Regions from separate parts of the Sus scrofa genome. Here region 2 is linked to region 1. A link is a contact called in public HiChIP or PLAC-seq data. All regions are on one chromosome and are shown on one strand. The core of a region is the stretch at or near the end of the contact, and the rest is flanking DNA. Distances in the headings are between cores, read along the strand shown.

Evidence for each region. HiChIP or PLAC-seq counts read pairs in DNA pulled down with a chosen protein or histone mark.
Region 2: a contact with region 1 is called in an H3K27ac HiChIP or PLAC-seq map of skeletal muscle. The contact joins the enhancer-like site here to the promoter of CAPN7 in region 1. A contact is called at or near these places in 1 of 5 promoter capture datasets (liver), 8 of 47 Hi-C or Micro-C datasets (embryonic fibroblasts, heart right ventricle, liver and 2 more) and 2 of 2 datasets of contacts at active chromatin or transcription factors (alveolar macrophages and skeletal muscle).

Annotation. Positions count from the first base shown.
Region 1 is chr13:2,449,092-2,455,797 of Sscrofa11.1, forward strand. CAPN7 (calpain 7) reads left to right here and starts at 3,294. Exons shown (of 21, transcript NM_001097443.1): 1 at 3,294-3,399; 2 at 6,138-6,246. The coding sequence starts at 3,298.
Region 2 is chr13:2,512,068-2,518,044 of Sscrofa11.1, forward strand. The region is part of intron 4 of SH3BP5 (SH3 domain-binding protein 5); the gene reads right to left. Among named protein-coding and RNA genes, the nearest start is that of CAPN7, 63 kb to the left of the region's middle. Within about 2 kb of position 3,909, at least 19 of the 83 cell types and tissues checked have an H3K27ac peak or open chromatin away from gene starts, as enhancers often do. A contact at or near this core is called in skeletal muscle, where this site is marked.

The DNA of each region.
Region 1 (6,706 bases), core at 2,044-4,543:
AAGTCCAGATTTCACAAGGATGCTTTGCTGCTTCTGCCTGTGAAGCCATATGTAGGAAGGAAGCCAGGGATTCACAACAGCCTGGGATTCCTGAGCAGGATGTGACCAGTTTTCTCAAGCTCACCTCTCTCTCAGGGTGTCTTCTAGCTCTCTGGGGTGTGGAGCTCTCATGCTGTAGGATGAGGGAATTTTATTTTTTTTATTTTTATTTATTTATTTATTTATTTTAGGATGAGGGAATTTTAATCAAGACACTCTGAGTGCTTAACATGGGACAAATTCTGCCAGGGTAAATGTCACAGACCTGGCGGACCAGGTAGAGGCTATATATCCCGGTAAACATTCTCTGCAGGTAGCTGTCATGAAGCTCCACCACCTCACTTTCAGGTTTTTCTGGATAATCTATGATTGCCAGATATAAAGTCAATATATACATATTAACACTATTTCTATACACTAACACAAACAAGAGGAAATTGAAACTAAATAACACCATTTATTTTATTTTGTTCTATTTCATTTATTCATTTATTTATTTAGTCTTTTGTCCTTTTAGGGCCACACCCACGGCATATGGAGGTTCCCAGGCTAGGGGTCTAATCAGAGCTGTAGCTGCTGGCCTATGCCAGAGCCACAGCAATGCCAGATCCAAACCAAGTCTTCAACCTATACCACAGTTCATAGCCATGCCGGATCCTTAACCCACTGAGCAAGGCCAGGGATGGAACCCACAACCTCATGGTTTCTAGTTGGATTCGTTTCCGCTGCACCACGAAGGGAACTCCAAATAAGTAACACCATTTAAAATAGCATCAGAAGTAAGAAATGCTTATAAATCTGTCAAAAGATGGATGTGTAAGACCTGTGCCCTATAAAACCTTGCTGAGAGCAATAAGAGAAGCCCTCAATACATGACAAGGTTTACCATGTTCATGGAAGTCTCAGTGTTTTTAAAGACTGTAGTTAACTTTGAAGCTTTAACTTGCTTTTCCCAGACTTATCTCACTCTCTTTCATTTATCTTTGTATCTTCAATGTTTTGCTCTGTGCCTGGCACCAAGTAGGCATTCAGTGATCAGCAAATAAGTGAACAAGGAATAAGGGAATAAATGAGAAGGTATAGGGAGGGATCACAAATCCAGGGAGAGCTAGAAAAACCCCCTTCAAGAGGAGATAGGAATTCTACAAGCTGAGACGAAAGGGGGAACAGTAGACACAGAAGCCCTCTTCTGAGTGAGCAAAACTGCATTCGTCTGCTGTAGCTTGGGGATCAGTTCCTGCAAATATCTTGGGAACACACCCTGAGCTCCAGTTCTAAGGAAACTTCTATTCTGTGTTAAGGAATTTTTACTTCATTCTTTAGAATCAAGATAGGGGAGGGTGTATTGAGTATATTTAGCAGGGGAGTGACTCACTCAACATTTTGAAATATTTATTCAACACCTGCTCTGGACCAAAGCTTGGGCTTAATTCTGGGTTTAAACTGATAGAGACAGAAACCATCCCTGCTTCAGTTATTAAACTGTAGCAGCTAATAATGGGAAGCAGGCAGAGTCAAATTCTCCATCTGTGCGCTTTACAACCATCCAATGAGATAGTTATTAACTTCACCAAATGTGAAGGAACAGTTATGGAAATTGCGTCCCATTTAAATGCAAGCCAACTGACTAAAAAATTTTTATTGAGGTATAATGAAGGAAAATTAGAAGTATGCGTTTAAAATGTACGGTGTAATAATAGGTCTTAACAAATGCATGTGTTTTTGGCATCACCTTCAAGACACAATACATTTCCATCGCCTCCAAAGAAATAAGAAATGCTTATAAATCTGTCAAAAGATTCTCTTATCCGTTACCAAACATTGATGTGATTTTGTCACTGGATGAGTCCCCTGAGAGTGGGCTCTTGTTCAACACTAATAAATCAATTGTCCGAGGAGACGCATGACTGACAAAGCAAAAGACTGTTGAAAAGGGGCACTTCAGCAGAGAGCAGCAGGTAACAGAAACCAGGAGAACTACTCTGCCTTGTGGCACACACTCTCCGGTTTTTGTGGTAGCAGGCGGGGGCATCAGATTTCCAGATTGTCTTTGGCCAGTCACCTTGCTCCTGCCTTCCTTTGTTCTGATCAAAGCCCTTCCTGATGGCTTATGCATCTCTTAGTCAAGGTAGTTTCCAGCATGAGTGTTTCCAGGAGGTTAGCAAGACATATAAACTGGAGTCTCCTGCCCTTCTTGGCCCCTCCTGAGCTTCCTCCAGGTTGGTTTTAGGCCCTTCACTGGTTTTGTGTTCTTTTGAAGCATCCTGATGTGGGAGACTTAAGCAAAGGTGTTACATCCTGTGTGGGAGACTTGAGCCGAGGTGCTACTACGGTGCTAGCCAGGGCAGGCGGTTTGGGTCCATGGTTCCCTAACAGCTTCACACGTTATTGATTAGATTCATCTTTTCTGGTGTTTCTTATAAACATAGTCACAGTTGTACTCTCTCATCTTAACATACAGTGAATTTCGAGTTTTGTCAATATTGTGGTGTCTCTCACTAGTTTATTTTTATTATTGCTGAATACAGAGTTTTAAAGAGAAAGACCATTAGCCAAGTAATCACCTAATTGAGTATTACAACAGCATTGTTAACCTAAGGATAAGTACACATTGTTATTACACAATTCAATCAGTACTATAACCTCGGAAAGTTATACAGGGTTAAAATTGAATTTGCGGCTATAAACTTATTAAAGAGTATCGCATAAGAATCCTATGTCCTTACTGTATTTCCCTAATTTTTAAAAAAGCAGCCCAGAAGATGGGAAGAGCTCTCCGGCACCGGGGGGGGGGGGGGGGGGGGTGGGGAGGCGGGAGTGGGTAGAGCCCCGTAAGGCGCATGCGCCCCTCCTCCCTAATCTGGCCAGCAACAGCCTCGCAGGGCACTACCACCTGCGTGTAGAGGGCGGAGGCAGCGTCCGCTCGGACGTGGCACCGGTTGCGTCGGTCCAATCCTGGGCGCAGTGGCGGTCACGTGCACTCGGCCCCGCGGAGGCCGGGCCCCGCCCACCGCCCCCGGCGCCCTGGCTTCACGGACTCGCCTTACCCGGCCGGCCGCGCTTGCGCAGTGCGACCGGTGGGCGGGGCGGGGAATGCGGCGGCCGTGGAGTCAGGCTGCCCGCCGGCTGGGAGCCGGGTCTGTGCTGAGGGGCCGGCCGCTGTCCTTCCTCAGCCGCCGGAAGTGAGCTCCAGCATTTCTGCGCGGCCCGGGCCTCGCCTGGGCAGCAGGCGGCGGAGGACCTCGCCGCGGGGCCGCCATGGACGCGGCGGCGCTGGAACGGGATGCTGTGCAGTTCGCGCGGCTGGCGGTGCAGCGCGACCACGAAGGCCGCTACTCAGAGGCGGTGTTTTACTACAAGGTGGGCTGGGGGCGGGCCCAGGTGCTGCCTGATGGGCTTCGCATCGCATCGCCGCTCCCGCTGTCCTTCGGGGGTGGGGGACGGTGGCCCCGCTGAGAGGCCAGGCCTGTCCCCGCCCCCGCCCCGGAGTCCTCCTCTTGGGCTTGGTAGCCTCTCCAGGGTCGGGTCCGTCCTGAAGGCGAGGCTGAGCTGTCAGCTCACTGGGTCTCACTGTCTTGGATGTACTCGGAGACAGTGCGTGCTCAGACGGACTCAGAAAGTCAATTAAAAAGAATAAAGCATCGGATATCCTAGCGTTTGACCTGTATCTTTGTTTTTCTACGCCTATGTGTCTACACACCTTTAAAAAAACCCCAAATCGTACTGTTTATACTGTTTTAATCTTTTCATTGAAACTTTTAAAAAGTTATGAATTTTTTTAAGATTCATAATATTACCTTGTTAGTGGATGCATTCTGTAGCTGTGTCTTGGTGTATTTACAAACTCTTCCGGTCATTTTATGTTCATTTATGAACATTTATATTTTGATCTTCAGCGTCATAATATCCTTATACTCATGCTTTACATGTTTCTTTGATATTTCATTTGGATAATTATTGGGGCCAGAATTATTAAAGACTAGGCGCTTCACAGTCCACTCTTTGCTCCCTAATCCTGAGGATTTGCAAACACAACTGTCTCGCTGCCGTCTTGCCCTGCGCCTCCCTGCTGAGGTAGCTGTATCTTCTTGATATTACTACCTTTTCTTTTAGAAGCAATGTCGACTGATTATACAGTAGTAGTAAATTTTTCCTATAAACGTATATGCTGTCATTAACGTGTGGTTTTTTTTCAGGTTAATATTTAATTGCCTTTATAATCTATATTTAGAGACTTGATGTGTTTTAGAATCATTCCTTTTGGACTTTTTGTTGACAATTTCATTAGAGTGGTATTTAAAAAGTAAAACTCTGTTTTAGTTTTGTGCAATAACTGACCAATGTTTGTAGGTGAAAATAGTGCCATTTGAAATAGCTAAGGCAAAAGAAAATACTGTGCAGTGTGCCTCTTGTTTTGCTGTAAGATTTGCTTGTTACTATGAAGAATTTCTTTTCCTTGAGAGTCAGAAAAGTGGTTGTGCTTGTAGGAGCTGTTTATGTAAACTATCAGATATTTAGTGTTTTCTGTCTTCATACTCTTCTAAAAGGGGTTCTTTAATTGTTAGTCACTTTCAAGTATAAATGAAATGAGTAAAATAAAGTTGATGCCAACAGTTTTAAAAATTGGCTGTAATATTTACATATAAGGTTATATTTTCCTCCCTCCCCTGAGATATCTGAATTACTGAAATCTGAGGAAAACGTATTTTTTCTATCCCCAATTTCAATTTGGACCAAAACTGTACTCTTCTTATTGATTTTGTAGTTTGAAGGAAACAACTCCAGCTCTAATAACTGGATCAGTGGGTGGCTTCTTTGGATCCAGATAATCAGGCATGAGGTTCTTTGAAGTACACATGCTAAGGTTACTGCAGAGAAGGTGGTAGTACCTGGGAAAGTCTCTCTGTGGACTTTCTGTGTGGTAGCATTGGTCACCCTCTCAGAATGCTGATGGTGAGAATGAAGGCATTTCCTCACTAGCCACAGCCTAACTGGCTGAAGAAGTTATGGAATAGTGGCAAGACAAATCCAGATTTTCTTAATTAAAGTGTTTATTTTATACAACTGAAATCTACCATACAGTGTGTCCCCCCTTGACAATATTTTCTGTAGAGGAAAAGATTTTCTTTCCACTGTGAGATAACCTTTAAAATCTTTTTTATTGGAGTTCCTGTTGTGGCGCGGTGGTTAACGAATCCGACTAGGAACCATGAGGTTGCGGGTTCGGTCCCTGCCCTTGCTCAGTGGGTTAACGATCCGGCGTTGCCGTGAGCTGTGGTGTAGGTTGCAGACGCGGCTCAGTTCCTGCGTTGCTGTGGCTCTGGCGTAGGCCGGAGGCTACAGCTCCAATTCAACCCCTAGCCTGGGAACCTCCATATGCCGCAGGAACGGCCCAAGAAATAGCTAAAAAAAAGACAAAAAAAAAAAAAATCTTTTTTATTGATACTTAGTTTTATTGATTATTATCTGTTCTGATGCATTCAAGACTCAGTTCACTTTTTTGGGGTGTATAATTTCGAGTCTGACCTGTTGCATAAATAAAAAAGAAAAGGAGTTCCTGTTAAGAATCTTACTAGTATCCATGAGGATGCAGGTTAGATCCCTGGCCTCACTCAGGGGGTTAAAGGATCCGGCGTTGCCTCGAGTTGTGGTGTAGGTCACAGACATGGCTTGGATCTGGCATTGCTGTGGTTGTGATATAGGCCAGCAGCTCCAGCTCCAGTTAGAACCCTGGCCTGGGAACTTCCGTATGCTGCAGGTGCAGCCCTAAAAAGACAAAAAAAAAAAAAAAAGAGAGAGAGAGAAAAAAACATATAAACCACAGCTATTCTAAGAAAATGTTTACAATGACCTTCTTCTGTTTGACTTCATACATTTTCAACAGTAGGAGAAAATTGAGAATATTCAGAACCGAGAAAAGGTATTGAAGGATTCTATAACTCATTTACTTTATCAAAATATTACTGCTATCTTAAAGACATTCTTGTTTTGTCATTCGTAGAAAGCAGTAGTGAGTTAAGAAAGTGTTAAAAAAAATTCAAATTATAATTCATCTGTTAGATTCCCTTGAATTCTTTTTTTTTTTTTTTAATTTTTAGGAAGCTGCACAAGCTTTAATTTATGCTGAGATGGCAGGATCAAGCCTAGAACACATTCAAGAAAAAATAAATGAATATCTGGAAAGAGTGCAGGCTCTACATTCAGCAGGTTGGTAAAGGACTTCACTGTATCACTGTATTTTTTTTTTCCTCTCTCCCATCACATCTTACTTTTCCCACATATTCTCTTTCTTTTTTATTTTCATCTTTGATTCTTGATCCTTACTCTCTTGCTGCTCATTCCTCTTTGGATAGTCACATTTTAAAAAATCATCATATGGAAATAAGTGATACGTCTGTGAAGAGGAGCCTTAGAGGTGATAGAGGCCAGCCTCCTAATTTCCCAGCAGATGACGATGAGTTATCTACCTTCTAACCGTGTATCTTGGGCAGCGTCCGGATTAGGACCCTGGTTCAAGTCTGCTTTTAAATATCTGTCACATGCCCTCTCCTGCTATTAAAATTAAATGACTCCTCCTCTTTAGTGTCTAAAGACTTTAGCAGTGGGTTCACAGTCTTTACTGTATCATTATCCTCAACCTTCAGACCTTAGCTAAACTCTTTTTTAA
Region 2 (5,977 bases), core at 2,659-5,158, 64 kb after region 1:
CCTCCGAGCAGTCATTATGGGCATCTCTTGCTCCTGCCCTGGGGCATGGCAGGCAGGTGGCAGCAACGGGAACTCAGACCACAGAGACCCTATAAAACCAGGAGCCCTACAAAACCAAGCATATGCGCACACATCAGGACAGCAAGGCAAGGGTGACCTCAGCTGTTTGGCCCCTTCCCAAATACCCTGAATTGGCTGGTATGCACACAAGAATCCAAGATCCAGAAGGGTCAAACTGAACAGGTTTTGATGTTCACAAAAATTTATGAGCCGGAGACGCATCAGTGTTCTGGTGGGAATTTTTTTTTTTTTCTTTTTTTAGGTCTGCACCTGCGACATACGAAAGTTCCCAGGCTAGGGGTAAAATTGGAGCTGCAGCTGCTGGCCTACACCACAGCCGCAGCAATGCGGGATCCGAGCTGCATCTGCAACCTATGCCACAGCTCATGGCAACGCCAGAACCTTAAGCCCGCTGAGCAAGGCCAGGGATCAAACTCACATCCTCATGGGTACTAGTCAGGTTCATTACCACCGAGCCACAAAGGGAACTCCAGGGATACTTTTTAAATGAGTTAAAAAGCCAGTAATCAAGGGCTCTCCAAGGAAATAAATAAATAGTTCCTTGGTAGCTCACTGGGTTAAGGATCTGGTGTTGTCACTGTTGTGGCTTGGGTCACAGCTGTGGCGTGGGTTTGATTCCTGGCCCAGGAACTTCCACATGCTGTGGGCACTGCCAAAAAAGGGGGGCTCTCCATGGCCCCAAACCAAGCAGCTCAAAGGCATGCATGTGGGCCAGGTAAGCAGCTCTCAACTTCCTTCTCATCTTCTATTTAAAACTCACCCAAGTGTTACAAGACAAACTGGAGGAAAAGAAGCAAAGTGGGTCTAGAGGGCCATGCTTCATTTTATCTGAAGAGCAGCAGAGAGGAGCCCAGAGGATCCTCAGCCCACTATCCAGCAGGACAGTTTCAGGAAGACACCACCCAGGAGGTGGCCAGCGTTCTATCACCCCCTCTAGGTAACAGCCACAGTCAGCCCATAAGTAGTTTACTTATGTACTTTTTTTGGTCTTTTTTATTTTTTAGGGCCGCCCCTGGAAGTTCCCAGGCTAGGAGCCTATGCCACAGCTCGTGGCAACAACAGATCCTTAACCTACTGCACAAGGCCAGGAATCGAACGTGCATCTAGTCAGATTTGTTACCACTAAGCCACAATGGGAATTCCTACTTATGCACTTATAATAAGGGTTGAAGTGTCAGGAAAAATTCTGAAAGACTTTAATACAAGCATAAAAATGACAGGGTGTCCTATTTAATGCCCTCTTCAGGTTATCTCTGGCTTTCACTGTCTTGGAGTTATTTTGCCATCCTGTAAGTTGTAGGAAATTGATAGTAAGATAAATGATTCTTATCCTTACAAATGAAGGTAAAGCGTGTCCAGTGGAGATGCATTTGATTATTGACTACTGTGTAAATATTGACCAACTCTCTGTTTGTAAATTCATTTCAGCACTCCTAGCCTTCTGTATGAATGAGTGTGTGTGTGTGTGTGTGTGTGTGTGTGTGTGTGTTTTTTAAATTCTCCTTTACAAGAGCTATTTACAACATCTTAGTTCTGTTCTTAATTAATAAGTTAAGTAAAATCTCACCGGGGAACATTTTATATTTATCAGAATTAAACCTTCACCTTCTTTAAAATACACATCTTTAGGAGTTCCCGTCGTGGCGCAGTGGTTAACGAATCCGACTAGGAACCATGAGGTTGCGGGTTCGGTCCCTGCCCTTGCTCAGCGGGTTAAGGATCCGGCGTTGCCGTGAGCTGTGGTGTAGGTTGCAGACGCGGCTTGGATCTCGCGTTGCTGTGGCTCTGGCGTAGGCCAGCAGCTACAGCTCCGATTCGACCCCTAGCCTGGGAACCTCCATATGCCGAGGGAGCGGCCCAAGAAATGGCAAAAAGACAAAAAAAAAAAAAAAAAAAAACCACACATCTTTAAACAATGGTTTTAATGTCTGAGACACTTATGTGTGTGTGTGTGTGTCTTTGAGGGTGGCACTCACGGCATATGGAAGTTCCCAGGCTAGGGGTCGAATTGAAGCTACAGCTGCCGGCCTACACCACAGCCACAGCAACACGGGATCCGAGCCATGTCTGTGACCTACACCACAGCTCAGGGCAATGCTGGATCCTTAACCCACGGAGTGAGGCCAGGGATAGAACCCGAGTCCTCGTGGATGCTAGACAGGTTTGCTAACTGCTGAACCACAAAGGGAACTACCAGCAGTAACTCTTTAGTCTTAAGTCTTAGCTTTAAGCATTTACTGGTGTATCCTTTCTCAACATTCAAAACCCAGGCATGTCAGACAGATGAATGAAGACCACGTATTGTGGCGATTTGTTTCACTACAAGAGGATTCCATGCAAGGTTCCCCTTTAAGGAGCTGAAAACATTTTAAATAGATGATCTACGAAAGCTGTGATTTGAGGCCTGTGGTACAGAGCGTCCCCAGCAAGAAGCAAGGTTCTTGCTGGCTGCACACAGGCCCTCGTGCTTTCTTGGCTCCTAGTGTGCAAAACGCAGCACAGGCATTCTAAAATTAAACACTCAGAAGGCTCCAAGCCTTTAGCAATACTGCCAGTGCAGAATGAGGCAGCAGTGTCCCCCGCCTCACCCCTACCAGGCCACAGTGACCATCTCCTGTCCCAAATCCCCGACCCCACATGCAACTCCCAATCTTGGAGAAGCGCCCTGACTCCACTTCCGGCCCCCAAGGGGAAAGTCACAAGCAGATGCCTCAGTTATGTCTCCTAGGTAACCAAGCAGCCCCTGGATCTGAAGCTTGGAATCAGGCATGAACTTTGTGCCCCAAAGGAGGAAAGAAAGGTGGGGGGTAAGGGTAGGGGGTGGCATGGGGAGTCTCTGCCCAGAAGGTGGAAGCCACAAAAGGAAGCACAATGCAGATGTCTCTGCAGGCCTCCAAGCGGCCAGAATGCAAGTGCTGCCCAACTCCAAGGCACCAGGCCAGGGGTGGGGCCATTTTGCCTGGACTCCAGGCCCCTGTGCCCACCTCTGCACCATGCTCTCCAGTTTCCCACCAGCATATTCAACTCCGAGCCTCGCGTACTGATTAAGCACCTACTCTGGGCACAGAATGCACTAGAGACTAAACCCCAGGCCACAAGCTTCATGGTACAGATGCCCAGCAGCACCGCATCACTCAGGCAGCTAAGATCCAGGCTGCTGGGCCCAAGGTGGCCTGGGGGGGTGGCTTGGCAGCAGAGGTGGCACTGGGGGACTTGGTGTGAGGTCCTGGGGGAAAGGGCTGGGGGGCTTGGCCCAGCCACGTGTCCACTCTGTATGGGGATCCAGACGGGAGCAACACTGGGCTTCCTGCATCCTTCTCCACAGCTGGCAGGCACCTGGAGGAATCACTGTCCTGCACAACAGTCCTGGCCTCGCTCTTCCCAAAGAGGACTGGGTGCCAGGGAGGACCCACGAGCTCCATGCTGACCTCTGGGTGCCTCGTTCCTGGGGTTCCCCAAACGGCAGACTTGTACTCCAGCCCGTCGTTATTAGCCTCAAATGCCCAAGACCTGACCACCTGCTGCTGCCCAGTGGGAAGGTCTGAGGCCCTGGGTTTGAGGCCCGAGTGGCCAGAACAACACAGCACCATGCCCCAGGCAGGCAGTGTGCAGCGGGCCCTGTAAAGAGCATGTGGGCCAGCCGCTGCTGGTGCTTATACTCTGAAGAGCCACAGGCCTCCTCCTAGGTCAGCAGGACAGACAGAATGGGGGTCCAACACTGCTGACTGGCCCCCTCCTGGGAGCCACAGGGCAGCCCAGGCCCTCTGCTCACAGCCACACACACAAGACACTCCAACAGACACTTCCTGCCAGGATGCCAATGCGCAGGCCAGCCAGGGCGTGCCAGCCAGGCTGGGTGTCCTGCCAGCAGAAGGACCTCGACTGACCAGGAGATGTCCAGCCAGCACAGCTGCTCTGCCTCACCTTAAGCTCTCCCAGCCTCTCTCCCAACCCTGAGGCCTCCACCCTCATCCCCAATATCTCAGAGCCAGAAGCAGGGTCCTCTGCTCCCGGGAAGGCAGTGTCATGGCCTCCTTAGATTCTCGGCCCATTCAGGCTGCTTTCAGATTCTTCCTGCAGCCCTGGGCACACGGGGCCTGCGAAGGTAGCTTCTCACGGCTGCAAGGGATGGGTGGTCCATGCCCACCAGCACAGGAAACCTGGCCTGACGACTTGTGTGCATCCCAGGGCTCAGATCCAAGCCCCAGGCAGCCCCTTGTGGGGCCCAGAGAAGAGGCTGACTCCGTGTCCTTTCCTCGCTAGCAGCTGCTGGTTCCTAACAGTTCGAGCCTCCCCACCTCCAGGCTACATCATCTTCCTCTCTGCAGTCTCTCTGCGCAGACACCAGAAAAGCCAGCTTCTCCCTCCCAGGATGCCAGGGCTCTGCTCTCCCTCCCAGAGGGTGAAAAGCTATCACCTCCCTACAATGGCTGCTTTGCGGACAAACCAGGTGAAGCTGGAGGGGTGGCCTCTGCCGCCTAAAGTGCACGTGGGAGCAGCAGGGACTCCTCACCCCCCGGGAGGCCACTCCAGTGCCCCCCAAAGCCCTGCTGACCCCAGCACTGAGTGAAGAACTGTTCCTCTGTACCTTCCTGGGGCCTCCATGCAGCCTAACCACAACCCAGGGCTCTGGCATCTTTTTATGGTCTTGAGTGTGTCAACTTCAGCCTGGGTCCAAGAGGGGCTGTCACCCCAAGTCTGAGGGAACAGAACTCAGGCCTCAGGCAAAGAACCTGGAGACCCCAGAGCTCTTGCACTGTGCCTGGGTGGGGGTCATGAAGCTCAAAGCTCGGCCACTTCCTCAAGACAGCGTGTGCCTTTCCGAGCTCTGCATCTTTCTCAGACCCTCACATGGCACTTGCTTTAGGAGAAGAGGGTGAGTTGAAGCGTCTTTCACCTGGAGGAACAGGCTTCCTGGAGGATCCAGAGGTCAGCTGAGGCCGTGTTCTAGACCTTACACTGTCTTCAGCTACCAGCATTCAGGCAGCTGAATGTGCCAGGCCCACCAGCCCCGGGAACTGCTCAATCAGAGGGTGGTTCACAGCAAAGCCACACAGGGGCATCTGTACCCCCATCACATCCAGAGAGCATGCCCCCTCTAGGCTGGGTTTCTCAATGACACAGGGATGTGGCCGAGGACAGCTCTGCCACTGGCTCTCTCTCATGCTGTTTCTCCTTCTCCTTCATCAGGTCAAGGAGCAGCATCTCGGGTCCATGAAATTGGGAAGAGGAACAGCAGCTCCAAGGTGGAAATCCTGGCCTGTGACCCAGAAAACCTGCTCATCTGCAATGGTCACCCCCCACGAGCAAGAAACCTTCGGTGGCCTCAGTGAAGGCACACCTCAGATGCCCCTCAGGAGCCCCACATAACATCAGGAGCCCAGGGCTGTCTTGTACAGTCACCTAAGTTGTGCACTGCACAACCCCAAGAAGCACCATTCCCAGTGACTGGTATGGATGGTGCTTCTGGAGTCTTGGGACGCAGAGGTCCTGAGGATATCTCTCCTTGACTGCCACTTACTATCCACTAGGGCCCCAGGACTTTAAAAGTAGAAGGGAAGAAAAGCAGAAACACATTCTTTTTTAAAGAACATTAAGTAATTTCTGAAATGATTTCTGACTGGCTGATTTGGATCTTGGTTGGGGTGGAAGGAGGGCAGGAAGAAAAAGCAGGCTTCAGCTTATTTCTTCGAAAGAGCTACTGTTTTTTTTCTTCCTTCTTTCCGTCTTCCTTTCCTTCTTTCTCTGTCCTTTTCACATGTCAGGCTTGTAGATTTCTAAGATTTCCCATCTCCCTTTGGTATTTCCCCAGTGGACCCAGGAAAGCTGTACCAGTCTGTGCTTGGCTCTCTAAGCATCCTGTCCACTAGGGGGCAGGAGTCCCCAGGCCATGCAA